Regions from separate parts of the Mus musculus genome. Here regions 1, 2, 3, 4, 5 and 7 are each linked to region 6. A link is a contact called in public HiChIP or PLAC-seq and promoter capture Hi-C data. All regions are on one chromosome and are shown on one strand. The core of a region is the stretch at or near the end of the contact, and the rest is flanking DNA. Distances in the headings are between cores, read along the strand shown.

Region 1 (3,333 bases), core at 408-2,907, 1.9 Mb after region 6:
CACACACGTGTGATATAAACTTATATAAACTCCACTCTTTGGGTTAATGTTTTTGAGAAGGGTGGGTGGCCCCATACCTCAACTGGGGGGCTGTGCCTAATCTCTGAATATAGTCTCTACAGGTTCTCTCTCCCCTTTGTTGGGTATTTCAGCTAATGTCATCATCCCCGTTGGGTCCTGGGAGCCTCTTGCTTTCCTGGCATCTGAGACTTTCTGGTGGCTACCCCCAGTTCCCCATCCCCCACAGCTACACAACTGTTCAATTTCCTGATCCTCTGTACATCTCCCCTGTCTCCTCCCACAGAGACTGAAGGAAAGTCCATCCAGAGACTGCCCCACCTGGGGATCCATCCCATATGCAAACACCAAACCCAGACACTATTGCTGATGCCAAGAAGTGCTTGCTGGCAGGAACCTGATTTAGCTGTCCCCTGAGAGGCTCTGCTAGAGCCTGACAAATACAGGTGTGGATGTTCGAAGCCAACCATCAAACTGAGCGTGGGAACCCCAGTGGAGGAGTAAAGGGAATGAAGGAGCTTGCAGCCCCATAAGAACAACAACAATATTAACCAACCAGCCACACACACACACACACACACACACACACACACACACACACACACACACACACCGAGCTCCCAGAGACTAAACCACCAACCAAAGAGTACACATGAAGGGACCTATGGCTCTGTGTGTAAGTTCAATGTTCGTTACATCTCATTGTCTTTATAGATCATAGCCTTCATACTCTTATCTGTGTTGTTATTTTTATGTCTCATCACACTGGGTCCAGTGAAGCAGGAGGCATTTTGAGCTCAAAACCACACCAAACCAACCAACCAACCAACCAACCCAACAAACCAACCAACCCAACCAACCAACTAAACAACCAACCAAAATACCATTTCCTGTTATGTTTCCCTTTCCTCTCTGTGTCTACCTCTTTCACTAAGATACATAACTAAATGAATGTCAACGTTTTAACATTCAACACCAAGTCCCTCGTTTTTGTTCCTTTCTTAGGACTTCTGAGAGGGCTCTTCAACGTGAGTGAGTTTCCAGACCACTCATTTGCATTTTGTTTTTTTCTGTCTGCATTTTGTCACCCACCAAGTGAGCGCATAGTCTCGCCACATGGTAGCTTACAACCATCTGAAATGGGATCTGACACCCTCTTCTGGGGTGTGCTTACATATAATAAATAAATCTTTTAAAAAAAAACTTACACAAGCAAACACCTGGCTTCCCATGTCTCCTAGGCAGACCTTAGAGCCCGATCTGCTGGCTGCTGCAAGGCCATAGAAGGTAAGTTCAAGTTCATGTGGAAAGAAAATTCAATACGCAAGTATTTTCAAAGAAAACCCACAATGCAAGCATCCTTTACCACAGGAAGCAGAAAAGTAGATCAGAGTGAATGAGGACTCAAGTAGGAGTGTTCTCTCAGAAGCAAGAGGACCTCAGAAGCATGAAGCAAGAATCCAGTGCCTAGAGAACGGAAATAGTGGGATGTATTGGCAACCTGGATGACATTAAAATTTAAGAATGTCTGGAAGCTGCTCAGAAGTTACAAGTACTGGCTGCTCTTCCTGAGAACCCAAGCTTGATTTTCAGACCCCACAAAGAACCAAAAGTTAAGGTCATCCGTCATTCTAGTTCCAGGGGATCAGATACCCTCTTCTGGCCTCCACCGGCACCAAGCACACAAGGCGATACACATACATAAAGGAAGGCAAAAGACTCAGATGCACAAAATGAAAGTAAAATTAAGAACTTCTGTCAGAAAAGATACAAATGTTTATCCATGTGAAAGGCCAGGCATGGCAGCATACACCTGTTATCAAGGAAACAGACAGGAACAGCCCTGGGTTGCCTGGCCAGTTAGAGTTAGTCAGTCTAACAAAACCAGTGACCCTGATTCAAAGAAAAAAAAGTGATTGCAGGAGAGAGGGGGTGAAGGGAGGAAGAAAGAGATAACTCACAAACACACACACATACACACACACACATACACACACACACACATACACACACACACACATTCACACACACACAGAGAGACTATCCCAATTGACAAAAACTAAAATGCTTAACAAATCAAGAAGTAAAGAAACTGTCTTCATCTGAAAAAAAAAAAGCCATAAAAATCCCTTTAGTCAGTGTCTGAACTAATGGTAAAGCATTGAAGGTTTTCCATCTACTGTCAAATTGGGACAAGGAGGTCAGAAGTCAGCCATTGGCACGCATTTCTCATCATTCTAGTCTGTGCAATAAATCAAGAAATGGAAAAAAAAAGAATTTAAGAGACTAAAACCTGAAAAGGAAAAAAATTGTAACTGTCATTATCAAAGATTATTATTATTTTTTAGAAAATCAAAAACAAATCCACAAATAAATTATTTATAATCATGGTCACTGGATTCAAGGTCAATCTGTAGATTGAATACCAATTTCTATCATTCAGAAGGTGTTCAATACCAGTGTCTACAATAAAATATCAACATTGTATTTACGTATCAAAAGTTCTTTTCCAGCCATAAACAGCTCCGACACCACATCACGCAGCTCCATTTCGTCAGTAACCAGCGGTCCAGTCTGCAGGATCCGCCTGTTTGAGTCAGAGAGGGCTTCCAAGACAGCCAGAAACCGCGATGAGGTGCTGTCAAGTAGCTCATCCAGCAGCCGTTCAGTGACTGTCCGTGGCCAGGGCAACTAGAGCAGGCAGGAGAGAAAACCAGAGCAGCTACAGGCAATGACTATGGATGGATGGGTGGGTGGGTGGGTGGGTGGGTGGATGGATGGATGGATGGATAGATGGATAGATAGATAGGTGGATAGATGGATAGATAGATAGATAGATAGATAGATAGATAGATAGATAGATAGATAGATAGATTGATTAGATAGATGATTAGATAGCTGGATAGATTAGATAGATAGATAGATAGATAGATAGATAGATAGATAGATAGATAGATAGATAGATAGATAGATAGATTGATTAGATAGATGATTAGATAGCTGGATAGATTAGATAGATAGATAGATAGATAGATAGATAGATAGATAGATAGATAGATAGATAGATAGATAGATTAGATAGATGATTAGATAGCTGGATAGATTAGATAGATAGATAGATAGATAGATAGATAGATAGATAGATAGATAGATAGATAGATAGATAGATAGATAGATAGATGTGGGTGCTGGGAATTGAATCCCTGGTTCTCTGGAAGAACAGCCAGTGCTCTTAGTCACTATGCAGTGGACATTTGGTGCTGTGAGAAGCCTTTCAATGCTGCCAGCTGGGGCGTGTGACTCTGAGCCCTGAAT
Region 2 (3,177 bases), core at 133-2,632, 2.0 Mb after region 6:
TCTGAAATCCTCCAAAACACATGGTCAAGTTTGTCACAGCAATGCCTCAGAATCTTGCAACCGATTTATCTTATTTACTTTTCTACTCCTGAGATGAAGCACCAGGACCAAAAGCAACTTGGGAAGGAAAGGGTGGGGAAGTCTTACAGCTCCGAGAGGAAAGGTATCCATCCAGGCAGTTGGGAGCCAAGGAATGCCATAAAGTCACACTACTAAAGAGGAGAAGCAGCAAAGAACAGAGCAGGAGGCAAACTTTATATAGGATTTCTTGAGGGGCAGATCTTTCCATGGTGGCCTGGGATTGGTGTGATTCTGTGGCCTTATTTTTTTCCCCTCTATAGTGTGGAGCTTGGGCAATTGCATCTCAGGGGGTTGGAAACAGGCTTTAGAGCAGTTAGAGTCGTCTTGGGGATGGGGTCTGGCCACTTGCATGCCTCTACGGGCTTACGAAGGGTTTATTTGGCTTCTACTTCTAATCATAGTCCAACACTGAAAGATATAATTGGCAGGAATTCAAAACAGGCTGGAATCTGGAGGTAGGAGCTGATGCAACGTTCATGGAAGAAGACTGCTTACTGGTTTGCTCATTATGGTTCGCTCAGCCTGCTTTCTTACTAGGACCACCAACCAGCCCAGAGATGGCACCACCCACAATGGGCTGAGCACGCCTCAATAAATCACCAATCGTTAATTAAGAAAACACCCTACAGCCAAATCTAATGGAGTCATTTTCTCAATTGAGATTTCCAGGTTTTTGTTTTGGGTTTTGGTTTTTGTTTTTGTTTTTCTTTTTGTTTTTTTTTTGTTTTGTTTTGTTGTTTTTTCCTTTTTCTTTTTCAGATGACTCTAGCTTGTGTCAACTTGACCTAAGACATAGCCAGCACAAGTTGGATGCAAGAATTAAGTTAACTGAAACAACTGGACTACATAAAGGGGTGTTTGGCACAAAGCAAGCACTAAATAAGAAAGAGAACAGGAAAATGAAAACAAACTGGGTGTGGTTGTGCACACCTGTAATCTCGGCACGAGGAAAGCTGAGATGTGATGACTCCCAGGCTAGCCTGGGCTACACATAAAACCCTATAGAAGGAGGGAAGGGGATGAAAGAGTGAAAAGGCAGAGAGTTGGGGGCAGCAGGGAGATGGGGAAGAAAAGCAGTTTCAAAATAAATAACAAGCTTAGGTTAACCCTTTCATGACTTTGAAACTTTCCCCATGATCCAGACAATCTCCAAGCTTTATATCTCAGACTTCTGGTTGTCACAAATCTACATCTCCTGTGTGTTTAAAGGACAAATAAAGACTGACACTACACTATCCAAACCCAGTCACACCTTTACCTCCTGGGGCCTCCCAGTGGCTGGAAGTACAAGGCCACAGACATTGCACTCTCCAGAATTGTTTGGCATCTGTGGAACCCCAGCCAAGTTACACACCGCTCTGTGCCTGAGCTTACTCATCAGAGAAAGGGACGGCGGCGATTAGACACAAGCCTGCTTGCCTCCAGGTCCTCCGCCCATCTCCCTGAGTTTCCTGTTGTCACTAATGAGAACTGCAGAGAAATTTAAGTGGTTGTTTGTTTGTTTGTTTGTTTTAAATAGAGAAGTGGTGTTCTCTTCCTGTTCACAAGAACCTTGGGCAGTACTTCCTTAGCCCAGCCTCCCCTGTGACACCGGACACTGCCATATTGGGCAAACCCTTTGCATTTCAGCTTTGAGAGTGTGACTCACGGTTCCTTTTGTTTCTCTGGCATGTTAACATCCTGGATGAATAGGCCACCTCACTGTCTTCTAGTTAGCTTTATAACCCTCAATTATGCATCAAATTCCTTTTCTGATACTTAAGATACCTTATTGATATCTTAGTGCTCTCTCTCTCTCTCTCTCTCTGCCTCTGTGTGTGTGTGTGTGTGTGTGTGTGTGTGTGTGTGTGTGTGTGTGTGTGTGTGTGTGTGTGATCTCAAATGTGAAATGGCTGGGATTGGTGGTCACACCTGTGACCTTGGTTCTTGGGAGGTAGAGACAGAAAGCCAGGGAGTTAAAGAGCATCCCCAACTGCATAGCAAGTTCAAGGCTAGCCTGGGCTACATGAAACAAACAAACAAACAAATACTGGGAAAATGTATAGATGGCAAGTTAGGACCCAAAGCACAGCCTCATATAGACTAGACGGAATTCTAAAGGCCCACCAATGAGAACAAACAGAAAGAAAGAAAAACCACTCCTGTCTAAAAAAGGAACTATTTAAGGGCATATTAGCAAGATTATAAATACACAGAAGGAAGCCAGTCTACTCCATGTGACACCAGAGAAGCAGCTATAACTCTCATGTTCAACCCCACCAGTAAAGGCCAAATGAGAACCTGGGCTCCCTGCCCCCAAACCAGGACATGTCCGGTACTGTGGCAGTAGTTAGTTAACCCACTCTGTGCTCCAGACGGGTTGCAAATGTACCCGTCCAAGAGCTGTCTGGATTCATGAATGAAAGACACACACACACAACCACACACACACACCACTTAATTTTAAATATATGCTGCCTTGACTAGTTCAAAGGTTGGGCAATTCTACTCTCCACCCCCACCCCCAACCCCAACCCCCTCACCCCCACCCCTCTGGCTAACTAGCACACATTTCCCTCTGGCACTCCTGGCTTAACGCCCTCTAATTCTATATTTTATCTTTGTTGCCCTGGCTCCTTCTGGGTGGCTTCCTAGTCTTTGCTGCCCAAGACGTTTCTGGGCAGCCCTTCGTGGGACCACATTCCTTCTCACCTACGTTTGGGGTAATTTTCCTTCTGCAGCTCTAAATCTGGTTTCCCTCCGAATCTTGGTGATCCTCCTTCCTCTCTTCAAAGCATTAGAACAAATTCCTACCACAGTTCCTAACCGGCCTCCACATAGGACTTAGTGAGGAATCGCCCCGACCATCCTCACTGGAGGGTAATAAGACCATCTCCCGTTGGGGGATGGTTTTGTGCACTCTGTGTTTAAGTGTTGGTCTCTGGGCCCAGAGATCGGGTTGCAATCTACATCTTGGCATTTTCATGAAGCATCTCCTGTCTCAATGTTGTATACAAATTGTTCTCTGACACCTCAGACTGGTTAATAAAACAGATCAGCCTATAGCTGGGCAGGAGAGATAAGGAGGGATTTTGGATCCCGTTGAGGGAGTCCTGG
Region 3 (3,238 bases), core at 611-3,110, 1.4 Mb before region 6:
GTTCCAGGACAGCCAAGGCCATACAATGAAATTTTGTCTCAAAAAAAGCAAAAACAAAAACAACAAAAAAAGAATTTCAGTTACTCCAAAAGGTAAAGCCATTGTGATCAGATCTATATTATGAGATGTCCATCCCAGCACAGAGACCACAGGTGTCAAGCCCTCTAGATGCAAGAGACCAATGTGACTGCAACAAGGAGGTGGTGCTGAAGATGAAGATTCAATATTTAAAAGGCAAACATCAATAGGACCTCATAAAAGATGTCGAATGAGGAATAATAAGAACTTAACAAATTTCAACTCCTATAAAATAGGATCAAAACATGTACGAGGACCTGGTTTTGGGGAGTTTTTTTGGTTTTTTGGTTTTTTTTTTTTGAGAGGATAAATCACAAATTTCAACTATGTCAACATGATTTAATTCCCAAATATAGAATGTATTTGTATAGCAATGTCCTACTGTATGGAATTACAACACATCTGTATTACATATGTAATCGTCTCTGACAGACAAAATGAATGATCTTCACATGTGCGTAGGTATATCTGAACAGAATAAAGCTCTATGTGTTCAGTTAGGCTCCTTTCCTTTGCATAACCACAATCCCCTTCTCCTCCAACCTTTATTAAGGAGGGGAAAGCCTTCAAAGTCGAAAAAGAATCTTCCAAGCAAACACCAGAACTGCTTGGGTTTTGTAATGGCTGACTGACTTACAGCATCTTTGTTAAATTGCTTTCTCTGAACAGAGGCGCACGACTCAGAAAACTTAAATACGGCGTTTCAAAGTGTCATCACACAATCCCTGGTTTTGATGTGCAAAGAAAAACCTCTAGCTGATAATTTACAATCAAAATCACTTTAAGGAGCTGGTCTGGAGTCTCTTCAATCCTGTTGAGAAAGGGAAACACTGTGTGTCCTTAATTACTGATCACAGGTAACGCGTCCATGCGAATCCCAAGAAGTTTCTGCAAGCTTTATCTGTCTAAACCTTTTTCTGTAGCTTAAACAGGCGCACTGGAGCCCCCATGGGGATTTCTTTCTCTCAAACCTTATCTGCCCCACCCACCTCACACACACAATAACCGTCCAGTCCAGAAAGACAACTACCATCAGAGAAAGGCGTCCGAAGTGCAGGGCCTTAGCCGGTGACCCCAGCTATCGGAACCAAGTATCAGAAACGAGGGGGGCTGTCTCAGCAGTCCCGGAGCACTGTCCAATTTCCCAAAAGGATACGGAGATCTCCACGGCGGAAACCCGAGCTCCTGCGCCAGCTCTGGGGACTCTCCCAGCAGCAGAATGACCCAGGCAGCGGGGCTCCCGTCGCCCGAAGGCCTCGCCCAGAGTCACCGGCCTCTGAGATCCGCTCCCTCCCGCTTCTCGCTACCTGGATCCGGCTTCCCGGGCCACCCACCGCCAGCCCGCCCGACCCGGCCCGTCACTAGGCAACAGTAGCAGCCGGGAGGCCCGGGGAGACCCGTAGCCCGCAAGCTGGCCGCAGACCCAGGTCGCCCGGTGCCCGAGACAGGTCACTCACCTCGCAGCCGGCTACCTGGAGGGGCGGTGCTGGGGCCGGTCCCCCGCCGGCTCCCTCAATGCCTCCGGGCTGTGACTGCTCGGGCCGCGCTCCTGGCCGCCACCGAACGCTTACTCCATCTCCTCCGTCACCCCCGAGTCCGCAGAACCCCGAGATCGAGGAGTAAAGGGGGAAGGGAGGGAAGGGACTAGGGAAGAAGAGCACGGTAGGGGGAAGAGCACCGAAAGACCTGCCCGCTCCTGCATGACGTCACTTCCGGGCGGTTCGGAAGGGTAAGGCTTGGCTTCCCTCCGCCCTCCCCGAGGCGGAGTGAGGCGGGGCTCCCGGGGCGGGGGTGGAGCCAGCCCGGGCCTCTGCTGACAGCCGTACCTGTGACTCTGATCACTAGTCTTCGCGGGCAAGACCAGCTTTCCGGGGCCCCAGGCTAGGAAGCCCGAGTTTCTGGAACCATAGAAGGGGATTCTCCAAGATAATGAGGACAGGTAACCAAATGTATATTGGAGATGACTGACAGTGACTTGATGGCTGGACACTGCAGCTCTGGTTGTGAGGCCCCTCCCCTTTTCTGTTTCCCAGGCCACCTGCCCTTGCTGGTCTAGTGACTGATTACATAGGACTCAGCTTTCTCTGACTTTCTGCTAAGTGACCTTAGAACCTAGAAAAGCCGTGCTTCTCACACAGGGCCGTGTTAAAGTGCAGATTCTGCTGCACAAGTAGGATCGGATGCTCTGCGTTTCTAAGACATTCTCAGATAACCCCGGTGCCACAGTTCCACAATTAGAGCAACAAAGATTATTTATCTTACGTGCTTAATGAAAGAAGTAAATTGTTCTGAAAAATATACCTAGGTGAAACTGGGCACAGCCTCTGTCTCCCTGCTATCCATCCAAGTAACCCGTACATAGTAGTAGGACTACTACCACCCTAACTAACCCTAACCCTGCCTCTCCTGTCTCTGCTCTGTCCCTGGTTCAGGTTAAAATGTCTTAAGATGGGTAATAGGGTAGATTCTATTACAAGAAGAATTGGAGGAGGGGGAGGAAGAGAAGAGGGAAGAGGATTATGGGGTGTGTGTGTATGTGTGTGTACATGTTTGTGTGGTGTGTTTACATGTTTGTGTAGGTACAGCTGTATGTACACACGCCAGAAAAGCTCGAGGCTAGAGGTTAGCCTTAGGAGTTGTTCCTGGGGAGCTGTCCATGTTTTTGAGACAAGGTCTCTAAATAGAACCTGGTGCTTTGCCTTTCTCTTATCTCTTCAGCTGTGAAATTAGGAGCACCCACCACCAAGCCTGGCTTTTTAATGTATGTTCAGGAGATCCAACTTAGATCTGCATGCTTAGAAAGTTATCATCTCACTAGCTGAGCCTTCTCTTTCCAGCCCCAGAAGGGTGGACTTTTATTTCTGTCCTTTTGCCAAGAGCATCTTATAAGTTATGTGTTGGTAATGTTACTTCTAGTTCTTCGTGGTCAAGAAAGGAAAGGCTTAGATTCTTGTATTCTGCACACAAAACATCTAGAAATCATGTTCTCTATATTTCAACTTTTTCTTTCTTACATGCTTTAATTTCATATTTTACTGGGGTAGGAGGAACTAGTTTATCTCTACTAAACATGAGTCTCTTTTTTGGAGTGATAAAATGGCCTGGGGTTAGATGATAGCAGTGATTGTACAAGGTTGCCAACGCACCAAGAAACACTGAA
Region 4 (3,164 bases), core at 288-2,787, 1.6 Mb after region 6:
TTAACAATGAGTTTGAATGAAGTGGGTTGCAACCGATATTTGTTTAGATAGAAATAAAATCAATGGAGAAAACTAAGGCACAAGCAGATGCTAGTTTTTAATTCCTGTGTGTGTGTGTGTGTGTGTGTGTGTGTGTGTGTGTGTGTGTGTGTTTAATCCATAGTGTTCCTGTGTGTGTGTGTGTGTGTGTGTGTGTGTTTAATCCATGGTAGCCACACAAAATATGTTTCTTTTTATAGGTCAACACAGTTTCATTGATACTTGAAGTCTAATAAAAAGTGGTTACTTTTTTTTTTTTTTTTTTGGTTTTTTGAGACAGGATTTCTCTGTATAGTCCTGCCTGTCCTGGAACTCACTCTGTAGACCAGGCTGGCCTTGAACTCAGAAATCCGCCTGCCTCTGCCTCCCGAGTGCTGGGATTAAAGGTGTGCGCCACCACGCCCTACTTTTTTTTTTTTTTTTTTTTTTTAAGGGATGCTACGGCAGCTACAACACACTGAATTGATTCCATCTGGTGACATAGGGGGCTGAATTTAACCAAGGTTAAAGGCCAACAGTGGTCAAAGACACGCCCCCACATCATCAACAAAAGCATCATACATATCTGGGTTCCAGAGGACAAACTAAAAAGCATAAGGCAGAAATCATTGAGTCTCAAGAGGAAAAATAAATAAATAAATAAAGTTTATGGAAAGGATTAAAACAGTTATTTGTTGTGCATATTTTTGGATACAGTAGTGTGTGGGGTGGTTCTGAGTTAGAAGGGACCCCTAGTAGGTGAGGCTAAAAACTTGCAGAGTCACCTGTTGAATTGTAGACAATGTTTCTATTTGGTGACTAAAACACTTACTCAATGCCCCTTGTTCCCCGGCCCATGGAAAAACACAGGGTAGAAAAGTTGAACTCTGAAGAACAGTAAACAGCTGCAAGCTGCTGCTACCCTAACCCCACACAAGGAGCCTACTGTGCAGTGTGGTGCAATGAGTGGATCAAGGCTCTTCAGAAGAGTTAAGCGACCCACACAGCTTCAGTGAGGCTGACTTCACGGAGACCTCTCACAGTCCCTTCGCTTGGCTTCTGGGCTCTGACATCAGTCCCCGGGAGAGGATCCCGGGAAAGAAGAGCGACAGCGACCAACTGCACTCTCTGCTCAAGAAGAGTTCTCGGGAGTTGCACCCCTAGCCCAGGGCGCCTGCGCTCAGCAGCTACGGGCGAGCCAGACCCGGGAGTCGGGGTGGACGAGCCGCTCGGGGCAGCTTGGCCCTTAAATCCGGGGCCCGCGACCCGGTCCTGTCCTGTCCTGTCCTGCCCGGTCCCCGGCCACTTTCCAGCGCGCGCGCGCGCCCGCTGCCGCCCAACGCAGGACCGAAGAGGCTGACCTCGGGGGTCCCCGGCCCAAGGCCACCGCGCTCACAGAGCCTCCCTGTCAGGCGGAACCTCACCTCTCAAGCGTGGGGCCACAGGGGAGGCCCAGCTCCACCCGTTCCTCGCTGCGCTTCCGGCTCCCGCCTGGACTGTTAAACTTGGGCGGCCGGAAGTCCCGCCTCGCATGACGTCACGGGAAAGGCGGTGCCCCGAGCGCTCAGCCCGCGGGGGTGCTGGGTGGCCTCCCACCCTGGGGCGGTGCAGAGGAAGATATCCTAGCCTGTAGCTACTGCTCCTTTATCACTCATTTGTTTGCTGGCTACTGTGTGCCAGGCGCTGAGTTAGGCTGTGGGTGTGCACTTACTGTGTTTAGCTTGAAGGGACAAGAGGTCAGTCAACACGCAGGTTCCCTAGCCTGCTGGAGATTACAGTCTAGTTAGGAAGTTAATATTAACACTTCTGTAGGGAAAGGGAAGGCAAGAATAAAATGCCAGGCAGTGGCGGTGCACACCTTTAATCCCAGCACTAGGGAGGCAGAAGCAGGCAGACTGCTGAGTTCTAAGCCAGCCTGGTCTACAGAGTGAGTTCCGGGACAGCCAGGGACTACACAGAGAACCTCTGTCTTGAACAAAACAAAACAGAAGAATAAAAGATGGGGAATTCACGGGCAACTCTCAGTTCCCACAAAAAAAGGTGTCACAGTTATCACAAAGAAGAACGCTCATAATAAAGGCAATTAACATGGTTGGTTTAGGAGAGGATTACTTGAGAGGAAGCCAAGAAAAGCTGCAGGTTAAACATCTAACTTCAAAGGGGTGTGGTGGTACAAGCCTTTAATCCTAGCACTCAGGAGGCAAAGGCAATGGGATCTCTGTGAGTTCAAATCCATCCTGGTCTACTGAACGAGTTCCAGGACGGTTATACAAAGAAACTCAGTTTCAAAGAGGGGAGGGAATGGAGAGGAAATTGTGGCAGGAGTGGGAGAAGGAAAGGAGGGGAAGAGAAAGGAAGGGGTGGGAGGGAAAAGGAGGAAAGCAGAGGAGAGGAACATCTAACCCAAAACGAACCCTAACCCTGAGAACAAACCCAGTAGTGACTTCAGCCTCTGAGCTAGCCATCTTCACATCCGCAGCTTCACATGCTGCTGTTCAGGTACATGAACACCAACTCAGTGGTTTTTTGGTTTTTTTGTTTTTGAAGGAAATGTATTTCATGGTAGAAAGGGGCCAATGAACTGAGTTTTCCCAACATTCCTGCTAAAAGATTGCTCTGTTGAGAGTTCTTACTTCCATCACTGATAGCATGTTCCTATGGAAAGTGTTGCTCCTTTGTCCCAGGTGCACACCGGATGTGTTTCTCAACTGGATACATAATGTCCCAGTTATCTGAACCCATATCAAAAACAACTGGAAACCTAAGAAGTGCCAATCCCCACCTCCCCTAGGAGAAAAAGAAGTCTCTCCAGCTTCTGGAAGCTGGTGAGGAACAACCATAAAATGAAGACGGGGAGCAAGCAGTATATGCCTTGTGTAATCTGCAGCTGCTTTTGGTGTTATTAGCTGATTTTTTTTCCTGGAATTTGGCCTAAAATGCTGAGATCTAAGTAGGGAGAACTGGAACACATGAAGAAAAGAATGCTTGAAGCAGAAAACACAACTCTCTAACACTGAAACCAGCAAGAAAGCTTAAGACTGGATTATGTGGTGGGGGGAAAAGGTAGACACTAAGACTATTCCTGCATTAAAAGTGAGATGTTTCATAACAATAAAAGTAAATAAACTGGGCACAATAGCTCACTC
Region 5 (3,248 bases), core at 633-3,132, 2.0 Mb after region 6:
TCAGTCCAAGCTGATGGAGCTGTTTGGGAAGGTCTATGGACGCTTTAGGAGTTTTGCTGAACAGGTTACATCACTTCGTAGGCCTTGAGGTTTTATAGTGCCACCCCCATTCCCGGTTCACTCTCTGAGCTCTAACTGCAGACACCATGAGGCCAGCCACTGTGCTTGCCCAACCGCGATGGACCCTATCCCCTTTAACTGTGACCCCCCTCCCAAAGAACTCCCTGCTTCCTAAAGTTGTTTCTGGCCATGTACTCAATCACAGCGATGAGAAAAGTAGCTAACACACGTGTATCCGTTCCTTCCCGAACTGTTACTGTTACTGTTACTGTGTTACTGTTGCCAGTCTCATTTTGCAGATGAGAAACTTATCCTGGTCTTTCACAAGTGCATATTCCAGATAAGCTTCTTATCCATCCATTCATTCATTCGATGTATTTCACAACCATTTTTTTTAATATTTCTGTCTTGCCCTTCAACCATTTTTGGGCATGTTTGTCCTTGTGTGACCCTCTTAGTCCACTTGGCCAGAGCTGCTTTAGAGCAGTCATTGTGAAAGAGTGTGAGATCCCTGGGGGCGGGGGGCAGGCATGGAGACAGAGTTCCCTACATCCAGGAGGTTTGTGAAGGAGCACTTTGGTGTCAACACCAGGGGAAGTGTTGCAGGGCAGGGGCTGTAGCAGAGCAGAGCTAAGACATCTTTATAGTACTCATGGGTCTATTGAAGTCCCATCTTTATAGTGCTCATGGGTCTATTGAAGTCTAAACACAAAATTAGCTCAATTAATTGAATATACAGGATTAGATAAAATCTTGCCCATATTTCATAAATCACATACTCAATTTTTGTCTCGAATTTTATGGAGACAAAGATCTCTCAAAGTCCATTATTAAAACACATAATGTGTCTGGTGGTGGTAGTGGTGGTGGTGGCGCACACCTTTAATACCAGCACTTGGGAGGCAGAAGCAGGTCGATCTCTGTAAGTTCAAGGCTAACCTGATCCACAGAGTGAGTTCCAGGATAGCCAGAACTACACAGAGAATCCCTGTCTCAAAACAACAACAACAACAACAATAATATTAATAAAAAATAAAAAAACAATAAGGTAATGGTATCTATGAATGATGATTATATAAACCATCTGACTGAGTTTGTAAAATGATATGTAAATTAAGATTTTTCTAGATGGAGTAGCATATTCACCTCCTTAGAGATGTGGCATATTGATTTCGGGTATAGTACAATGTTACAACAGTTGCCTAGCAGACTCGAGGCTCCAGGATCAATCCCAGTACCACATACATGTCACCAAAATAGTGGGCTGTCTCTGCAAACAAAAGGTCCATTTCTCTTGTGAGTGTTAAGAAAAAGTCTACAGATTATTAAGCCCCTTCTTCATGCACAAAGCCTTTCTGTTTGTTTGTTCATTTGGTAAAGCATCTGCTGGTTGATCCATCAAGTTGCTTGGAGAACTCCACAGTATATTAGCAAGTCTGCTAAATAACAGATAATTAGTCTCTGGGGGGGGGGGGAACAGGAGAATGCCACAGCGTCCGCAAATCTGTCGCCTGTCTGATGGCTTTTACATTCGAAGCTGCTCCAACTGCTTGGGAACGGCAGCAGTTCTGACTGTGTTTCTTTTCAGGGCCTGCTCGTCTATTCTTCCTACTGCAAAGCTCCAACATCCCGGCTCTTCTCTGCCTCACCTTCTCCACTTCACCAATCACAACTATGACTAAGCTAAAGGAGTCCTCATATAATTATACAAATACATAAAAGGGAACTATGTGGAAGTCTCGTTTTAAGAATAACTATGCACTACTGACATGGAGGACTTTCTCAAAAACTAAAGGCACCACAGGAAATGCCACGTGATGAGGAAACGGTTCATCTGATAAATAAATTTACCTCACCCTGTCCAAATCTCCACAGCAATATCATGATTCCACATTGTTAAGTTCATGGAGGAAATATTATTTCATGGTGTCTTTTTATTATTACTTTTAAATTCTACTTTATGTTGTTTATATGTGGTCATGTACATGCGAGAACATGCACCCATGGAAGAGCCCAGAGGTTCAGGATCCGGGGAGTTGGACTTACAGATGGTTGTGTGCCACCCTACATGTGCAGGGAACTAAATTAAGGAACTCTGCAAGAGCAGCGATCACTCTCAACCACCAAGCCTCTCTCTAGTGCCAGGTTTGTTGGGTTTTTTTGTTTGTTTGTTTGAGACAGAGTCTTGTTATATACTGGAAGATGACCTCAACTCCATCCTCCCTGTCTCTGTCACTTGAGTGCGGAGGTTACAGGTCTGTACCAGCACATCCAACACAGACAATATTTATGTGATAACTCACATTCTCAAAGTGAAGGACTTAGAAAGTCAACCATCCAGGGCTGTCTCTTACAGCAGTCACAGCGCTTGTCTCAGAGCCTGCAACTAGGAGGCCAATCTGCTAGAACACCAGACAGAACTTCCTGCTGTGAAGAAATCCAACCCTCTCCCTTTCTTAGACTAATTTGATTCCCCCGTCAACGCTGAATAAATGTTCCCTGTGGAAACAGTTCTGTGCTAGTCATATTGAGACAGGAGAAAAATAACTTGGCTGTTGGGTATACAAATTAGAGTTAGCAGTAAGGTGTCTCCCCTCCTCCCCTGCCCCCAAATAATGAGTCTTATTGAAATCAAAGGAAAGTTAAAAACTTATCAAAACCTGTTATGGTGATACATACTCACAATCCCAGCATTTTGGAGGCTACGGCTACATTTCGAGACCCTGAATCAGAAAAATTGAGTGCTTTTAGTGGTAGAGCATTTGGCTAAAATGTGCATTCGCTGGGGGGTGGAGCTCAGTGGCAGAGTCCTTGCCTAACACAAACAAGGTCTTGGGATCCTCTCTAGCCCAGCCAAAGGTGGGATGGTGGGTGAACTTAAAGCTTACCAAGTGAACACTTCTGTCTGGGTAGTCTTCCCATGTGTCAACTCAAGATGCAAGCATATTAAGTAGGTTATTCTGTCTGAGCAGGCTTCCCATGAGTCAACAGAAGATTCCCCATAGACTTACATAATACCTGTCTCGCGCAATTTTAGGGAAGTCCTCCTCGGACCTCTCTTTGTTTAAAAGCTGAGCTATAAGAGAGAGACATTGTAAAGAGCAGGGCTACCAGAAAACCTACACCAATGCCAGCTGCAAAGGGAAACTGACTAATCCAAGAAATTTGTCTTTCCTTCCTTACGCTGG
Region 6 (3,330 bases), core at 512-3,011:
CCTGCATTCTGCATTTAATGAGATCTAGAGGAACCAATGCTGTATGTGTTGTGCCACAGCTAATAATTCCTCCGAGGCCACAGAGGAGAAAGAATCTGCCAGATCCATATTCACAGCTATACTGCTCTGTTTGATTGAAGAAAAAAGATCAATTATTTCTTCAGAGACTAAGGAAGTCGAGGGGAAGGAAAAAAAAAAACTATTTCCTTTTGGTATAGTACTATCACTAGTATGCAGCTTTAGCCACCAGCCACAACTAGGTAGAAAGATGAGTTCTCATATAATGTAAATGACATGAAAGTCACTGTCAAATCAGATCACTAAAATTATTAGTATCTGTGAGATACTATTTTCTAAAACTTCCTGCATTGGTAATTTCAACTAAAGGCAGTTACTAAGAGCACCCTCCAAGGACAGCCCAAAATCAAAAAGAGCACTTAACATGTGCAAAGCTTGCTAACTTTAACGTTTGCTCCAGCTATTAACCAACTACTCACTTATGAACTAAGTAAGTCATACCTAGTTCCTGCAGTCAAAAACATACAAAGATTTGCTTTAGCTTTTGAAATCAGAGGAAAACGATAGGAGATAGTGAAAAGGAGTTTTCTAATCACGTTTAAGACGCATGAAGCACATGAATGACTGGGGTGTGGGTGGGGACTTCTGTTTTACACACACAATGTAGGTAACGTTTCTCTTGAGGCCTATAATTCAGCTTTCGGGTTTCTCTTGTACTTATGTTCCACTAGGATTTAAAACATACAGTTATTGAGTCACCCAGCTCAAATCCCAAAAACATAAACTCAAAGGAATGCACACCTCATATAATCTGCAAGTCACCTCCTTCACCAACCAGTAGCACAAAAGGAAGAGATTCCCAACCCCATTACCTCATATACAATTAAATGAAAAGATAAAACTTGGGAAAGGAGATCAAAGGAGAGTTTTCCAGGTAATTTTTAAAAAGGCAAGTCAAATAAACGTTATGGAGTTGCAACTGTGTCTGGCTAGTGGTTAAAAAGAGATTTTACCCAGTATACTTGGCTGACCAAGCGGGCTCACGGGGGAAGATAAAGAAGTTGGTTACCACCTCTCTGCCTCTACTCCCTTCGGGACACGGAGGTCACTGAGTGGCGCTGGGCCTGGGCCCTTCCACGCCCTTGAGGGAGGGCCAAGGATCCGACAGCGGCCTAGGGTGTCAGAGTTGCCATCCCAGGGTCAGCGAGAGACCGGTCCTCGGGTCCAGGGCTGAAGCGTCCTTCCCCGACCTCCAGTTCCTGCCCAGGACTCGGGAGGCAGAGCAGGGGGGCAGCATGTAACCAGCGCTCCCACAGGGCAGGGTGCGACCTCACCTTCCACGGCGGCGGCGGCCAGGTGGCGGGAACGCCGGGGCGGAGCTGGGGGACTGCGGGGACCCGACAGGCCATCGTGCACCAGCTGCAGGTGTGGCGCGTTGAAGGGGTTCGCCCGCGCCAGGTGCGCTACGGACGAGAACATCCTCCTGCGGGGGAGACAGAGGGCGGAGGTGAGAGAGACCCGGCGCCGGGCAATGTCACCGGAGCCCCGCGAGACATGCCCGGCTCTGCGCCCTTGAGGAGGTCACAGCTTCTTCCCCAGGGACGCCAAGCCCGGCCGGGCCCACGGCCAAGGCGGCGGCCACAAGGGACTCAAGGCTCCGCGCCGCGGCGAGGCCCGGTCGCGCTCACTTGCCTAAGATGGCGAACACCCAACCGCTCGCTGGGCAAGGTTGCGGCTCACAGAGGCCGAATGTCCTCCCGGCCCGAAGATCCGTGCCCTTCGCGCGGCGTCACCGTGACGCACGCAGAGCGTCACTGCGCCACGCGCCTCTCATTTGCGGAGAGGAGCGCAGAACCTGGACGTCATCGCGTCCTCCTAGCAACCCTATCCCCGCCCACGTCCAACCCCAGCCCTTCCGGCCCTGCTAGTGCGCAGGAGGATTCCTACTGCGCAGGCGCAGATCCAAAGCGCCCTCCTCCCCCACTCCCCTTTTTTTTTTAAAGTGTAGTCTTGGCCTTGGACGGGCAGGTGACCTACTCACTCTGTCCCTTCACCTTCCGGTGTTTTCTCCTTGGCGCCAGGAATTTTTACATGTCTTTAAGTGATTGCGGGCATAAACTTTTAAAGACATGAATGCTTAAGTGATACGTTATTCAGGTATGGAAGCTAGGATATCACTACAAGATCTTTGATCGGAATTCCTGCCATCATCGGACTTTTCAGAAAAAAATTCCATCACACTGACTTTTGACATAGGCATGTCTAAATTTTCCACCAAGTTCTGGTGGAAAGGATATACAGGAAGAACTCATACAATACATAAAACTGCTTCTGCCTCACAGAATGTCCATGGCCCCTGAGAACAGTCAGTCAAGGCTTCGTTCCTGGAGGCACAGGCATGCGCTGACATGAAAGTAACCGATGAACTGTGTGCGTGTAAGACAGGACTGTGTGTACTTCAGACATTTACAAGATCATCATCACTCTGATGTCAACAAGCGGGGGCCAAGTTCCACGAGGGAGAGTTTAGAAGCAATCAAACCTGTTGTAATTCTTGCGTTTAACATTTTCCTGGGACGTTTATCTCATCTTTATTAAGCCTTTTTATCTAACCCAAGACACCACTAGAGCTGGCTCCTGTATTGACTATTGTAGTTATACTAAGTCTACCTCTGCAGTCAGTGCTCTGCTGTGTCCTTTAAAAATTCTTAACATTTACAAACAAAAGACATTTTCATTCATTTTGCCCTAGGTCCTTCAAATTATGTAATTGGTCCTGGATAGAAGAAATACTTTTAGAGTTTATGAAACATCAAGAAGATGTAAAAAAAAAAAAAATGTTTACAAAACATCTTTCAGAGGTCTGGTACTTGATTCCTAGTACCCACCTTGATTCTAGCTCCAGGGGATCTGACACCATCTTCTGGCCTCTATAGGCACCTGCACTCATGCACACACACACACACACACACAGACCACCACCACCACCACCACCACCACCACCACCATTTTTTAAAAAACCTTTAAAGATGAAATTTATAAAACATTTTTCATAAAAAACTGAAGAGGTTTAAATTAGCCATATTTCTGCTGCTATGATAAAACATCATTTTGGCTTACACCTCCAGAGGGATAAGAGTCCATCATGGTGGGGAGGCATGACAGCAAACAGCAGACATGCCAGTAGGCCCCCAGGTACATAATGCTTCCAGCAATGCCACAAACCTCCCCCAAAGGGCTCTACCAAGGGACCTAGTACCAGGGACTAACTACAGGGGCATTTCTCATTCAAACCATCTCAGGGCTAGAGAC
Region 7 (3,012 bases), core at 477-2,976, 1.7 Mb before region 6:
AGTCTTGGGGAAGGTGACACATTTTCGCGATGACTCTGAGGCACACTGTGCAGTGCTTGGTTTAGACCCTGGATTTGGAGAAGCCAGGGACTGCGATACACTGTTGGAAGGAGCAGTCGTCTTTTTTGCTGCGTCCTTCAAAGATGTCACCTTGGGATGTGGAAATGATGCTGGAGAATCTGGCCGTTTAGCCCGGGTAGACGGGGAAGCCAAATTACCTTTTACTGACGATGCAGGCAGACGTGCACCTGGTAGACGTACCTGTTTCTCCTTGTTCTTCGGAACACTCACTGGTGTGCCAGGTCTTAAATTTTGTTTCTGAAACATATTAACTGCTGACAAAGGGTTCATTTCTGGAGGCTGAGGCGTTCTGGCAGGCGAATCTGGCACGCTTTCATTAGAAACTCCTTTTTGAAATGCTAAAATTTTTTGTTCTAGTGTAGCAAACTGCAGTATTCGACAGGGGTCATACTTCAGCAAAAATCCCTGTAGAGTATCCCAGCCTCCACCGACGCGGACCATAACGTGTTTTCCATGAAGCATCTGCCCCAAAAGTGAAAATAAAAAAGTCAACAGGGAAACTGAGACGTTTATAGCTTCAGTCTGGTCACAATCGTGATATGCATTTGCTATGACCTGGGAAACAGCTTCATTTCAAACTGACACACTCTCTCTCTCTCTCTCTCTCTCTCTCTCTCTCTCTCTCTCTCTTTCTTGGTACTAAAATAATAAGTTTAGTATTAGGCTATACAACTAATAATAAAAGCCATTTACTTTGTAATACAAATATTGACAAATCATTTGTATCCTAAAATCCACACAATTAATATAGAAAACTGAAATAACAATAGTGTTCCATGGATTGAGTACTGACAGAAGGGAAGGAGACAGCAGAAAGCCTCATGGTAGGCAAAAAAGCAATTAGAAAGAACAACTAAAACTTGTATTTTAAATTTGAAAGTTACAGCCTATCAATTTCATCTTTAAAACATTTATATAAGGCAGGAGAGATGGCTCGGTGGTTAAGAGCACTGACTGCTCTTCCAGAGGTTCTTGAGTTCAAGCCCCAGCAACCACATGATGGCTCACAACCATCTGTAATGGGATCTGATGCCCTCTTCTGGTGTGTCTGAAGACAGCAACAGTGTACTCATACACATGAAATAAATGAATCTTTAAAACAAAACAAACCACTCATATAAGTTATCCTTGCAGATAAGAATGGCTCTGAGGGATTAAGGTATTTGTGGCTAGCCTCAAACCCGCCAGGCTGCCCCAACACAGGCACTTTTGTGGGGATAAAACAAACCCTGGCTCTACCAATGTGACCAGCTCAGCTGGTAGATCTTCGTATCTATATGAGCTCAGCTTTACACTGCAGCTCTAAATCCCAGTCTGTGTGCCTCGTGTTTACGACACAGTTAAGTGTGGCTTACTCTTGGTCCTAATCAAAGAACATGCTCTTTGGAGTGAGCCCTGGTGAATGCCGAGTCTATGTAATGGATAAGTGTTCAGAACTAATGTCGTTTATTCCCTCTGAGGTTCAGGAAAGAGTCTGGAAGAGGAGGTGGGAAGGGTGTAAGAGTCAGATGACAGGAAGAAAGGCTAAGAAATTTCATCTTCTGGGCCAGACACAGCCATTGTGGTAATAAACTCCTAGCTGCTGTGGACGGCTGCACTGAGCCTGTGTAGGACTGGGCCAGTCAGTCAGTCAGGCGTGGATGGAGGAGGGGCTTAGGGAACCCTTCCTCTTCCTGCTGACTAAGTGCTAAGAAAGGAAACCACAAGACCCCACAGTCACTTGTCCCAAGTCTCTCTTCCAGTTAGTTTAGCTAATTAATGTTAACAGCCAACTAACCTGCTTCTGTTTGCTATTGATTGCTTCAGGGATGGGTGAAACTGCCTTCGACTGAGTACCCATTGATGACCCCTGCTGGGCTCCAATGGAAGATTCAATCCAATACCTACACTGATGGTCACAGAAGGTCTTAACTAAACTACGTGGCAAAACAAACCCAAAAGCCATGAGGATAGGAAGGGATTGGTAGGGAAGATAAAATTGAGTTGATCGGGATGAGGGGCCATAACAAGAGAATGAAGAATAATCAGAACACATTATATGCATGTGCAAAGCAGAAAGAACGCTAACTCAAAGACAGGAAGTGAATTGGGGTTTCTCTCTGAGTTGGATCCAGGGTGGGAATGTGAGGACTCTGTGTGAACTATACCGTGTTTCTGAATCGAGAGAAAACAGCTCTTGTGTTATATCAAAAGTAGAAAAATGCTAAACGGGTGACATTTTAATGTCTTATCAACAAAAGGAAGAAGTAATCAACTGCGGATGGGGCAAAGGAAGGCCATAACTTGGGTATCCTCACCCCAAACCAGAACACGGCCATACACGGGTGTCCTCATCATAGTGCTCTGTGACCTAAGACAAAGATCTTGTGCTTCCTCCTGAAAGCACTCTCATCACAAATGGCAATACTTCTGTTTATTTTCTGACCAACTAATACTAATCTCAGTGGACATTCTATTTTGTTCGTTTCTTCTTAGGGAGTTGATGGGAAAATTATTTCATTAAGAAAATCTGAGCCAGGCAGTGGTGGCGCACACCTTTAATCCCAGCACTTGGGAGGCAGAGGCAGGCGGATTTCTGAGTTCAAGGCCAGCCTGGTCTACAGAGTGAGTTCCAGGACAGCCAAGGCTACACAGAGAAACCCTGTCTTGAAAAACCAAAAAAAAAGAAAAGAAAAAAAAGAAAATCTGAAAAATGCAGTAAATTCCCAGAAGCACATGGAAGTATTTTTAAACTCTATTCGATGTTTAAGCAGTCTCAGCTGTCTTCTAGTTACTTGAATGTTAAAAGCATCTACTCAAACTCACTTAAAATTCCTGGAATCAAGCATTCCATATTTCTTCCTGTACAGTGAAATTCTTCCATGAATAGCCAGCCCCTGTATTCTAATTTGTTTTACAAGGTAAAGGGGGGTCAAAAGGAGGTTGGTAAAA

What was found. Promoter capture Hi-C pulls out the DNA fragments that hold promoters and counts their contacts. HiChIP or PLAC-seq counts read pairs in DNA pulled down with a chosen protein or histone mark.
Region 1: a contact with region 6 is called in an H3K27ac HiChIP or PLAC-seq map of double positive thymocytes, with 7 times the contacts expected there. The contact joins the enhancer-like site here to the promoter of Slc25a3 in region 6. A contact is called at or near these places in 3 of 39 promoter capture datasets (cranial neural crest, hippocampal neurons and pre-B cells), 1 of 484 Hi-C or Micro-C datasets (B cells), 3 of 115 datasets of contacts at active chromatin or transcription factors (astrocytes, double positive thymocytes and embryonic forebrain) and 1 of 9 other capture datasets (adipose tissue).
Region 2: a promoter capture Hi-C map of neutrophils shows a contact between it and region 6, with 5 times the contacts expected there. The contact joins the enhancer-like site here to the promoter of Slc25a3 in region 6. A contact is called at or near these places in 10 of 39 promoter capture datasets (the 3T3-L1 cell line, the C10 cell line, embryonic stem cells and 7 more), 3 of 115 datasets of contacts at active chromatin or transcription factors (astrocytes, embryonic stem cells and stem cell-derived neural progenitor cells) and 1 of 9 other capture datasets (liver).
Region 3: a contact with region 6 is called in a promoter capture Hi-C map of pre-B cells. The contact joins the promoter of 1500026H17Rik here to the promoter of Slc25a3 in region 6. A contact is called at or near these places in 8 of 39 promoter capture datasets (the HPC-7 cell line, embryonic stem cells, hippocampal neurons and 4 more), 1 of 484 Hi-C or Micro-C datasets (CD8 T cells), 3 of 115 datasets of contacts at active chromatin or transcription factors (astrocytes, cardiomyocytes and large pre-B cells) and 2 of 9 other capture datasets (adipose tissue and liver).
Region 4: a promoter capture Hi-C map of pre-B cells shows a contact between it and region 6. The contact joins the promoter of Nedd1 here to the promoter of Slc25a3 in region 6. A contact is called at or near these places in 3 of 39 promoter capture datasets (liver, maxillary cranial neural crest and pre-B cells), 5 of 115 datasets of contacts at active chromatin or transcription factors (cardiomyocytes, double positive thymocytes, extraembryonic endoderm stem cells and 2 more) and 2 of 9 other capture datasets (adipose tissue and liver).
Region 5: a promoter capture Hi-C map of the HPC-7 cell line shows a contact between it and region 6. The contact joins the enhancer-like site here to the promoter of Slc25a3 in region 6. A contact is called at or near these places in 12 of 39 promoter capture datasets (the 3T3-L1 cell line, 3T3-L1-derived adipocytes, the C10 cell line and 7 more) and 1 of 9 other capture datasets (adipose tissue).
Region 7: a promoter capture Hi-C map of pre-B cells shows a contact between it and region 6. The contact joins the enhancer-like site here to the promoter of Slc25a3 in region 6. A contact is called at or near these places in 5 of 39 promoter capture datasets (the C10 cell line, cranial neural crest, hematopoietic stem and progenitor cells and 2 more), 2 of 115 datasets of contacts at active chromatin or transcription factors (embryonic stem cells and large pre-B cells) and 1 of 9 other capture datasets (embryonic stem cells).

The regions. Positions count from the first base shown.
Region 1 is chr10:93,040,719-93,044,051 of GRCm38.p6, forward strand. It overlaps Cfap54 (cilia and flagella associated protein 54), which reads right to left. Exons shown (of 68, transcript NM_001347060.2): 9 at 2,511-2,709. Among named protein-coding and RNA genes, the nearest start is that of Gm40739, 32 kb to the right of the region's middle. Within about 2 kb of position 1,658, at least 32 of the 459 cell types and tissues checked have an H3K27ac peak or open chromatin away from gene starts, as enhancers often do. A contact at or near this core is called in double positive thymocytes, where this site is marked.
Region 2 is chr10:93,093,714-93,096,890 of GRCm38.p6, forward strand. No RefSeq gene overlaps it. Among named protein-coding and RNA genes, the nearest start is that of Gm32468, 11 kb to the left of the region's middle. Within about 2 kb of position 1,383, at least 96 of the 459 cell types and tissues checked have an H3K27ac peak or open chromatin away from gene starts, as enhancers often do. A contact at or near this core is called in hematopoietic stem and progenitor cells, liver and neutrophils, where this site is marked.
Region 3 is chr10:89,684,503-89,687,740 of GRCm38.p6, forward strand. 1500026H17Rik (RIKEN cDNA 1500026H17 gene) reads left to right here and starts at 1,861. Exons shown (of 3, transcript NR_130956.1): 1 at 1,861-2,017. Scyl2 (SCY1-like 2 (S. cerevisiae)) reads right to left here and starts at 1,792. Exons shown (of 18, transcript NM_198021.3): 1 at 1,536-1,792.
Region 4 is chr10:92,720,881-92,724,044 of GRCm38.p6, forward strand. Nedd1 (neural precursor cell expressed, developmentally down-regulated gene 1) reads right to left here and starts at 1,538. Exons shown (of 15, transcript NM_008682.2): 1 at 1,443-1,538.
Region 5 is chr10:93,121,084-93,124,331 of GRCm38.p6, forward strand. No RefSeq gene overlaps it. Among named protein-coding and RNA genes, the nearest start is that of Gm40740, 3.7 kb to the right of the region's middle. Within about 2 kb of position 1,883, at least 22 of the 459 cell types and tissues checked have an H3K27ac peak or open chromatin away from gene starts, as enhancers often do. A contact at or near this core is called in the HPC-7 cell line, where this site is marked.
Region 6 is chr10:91,122,206-91,125,535 of GRCm38.p6, forward strand. It overlaps Slc25a3 (solute carrier family 25 (mitochondrial carrier, phosphate carrier), member 3), which reads right to left and starts at 1,762. Exons shown (of 8, transcript NM_133668.4): 1 at 1,711-1,762; 2 at 1,353-1,501. The coding sequence starts at 1,497.
Region 7 is chr10:89,413,950-89,416,961 of GRCm38.p6, forward strand. It overlaps Gas2l3 (growth arrest-specific 2 like 3), which reads right to left. Exons shown (of 11, transcript NM_001033331.2): 11 at 1-543. Among named protein-coding and RNA genes, the nearest start is that of Gas2l3, 29 kb to the right of the region's middle. Within about 2 kb of position 1,727, at least 38 of the 459 cell types and tissues checked have an H3K27ac peak or open chromatin away from gene starts, as enhancers often do.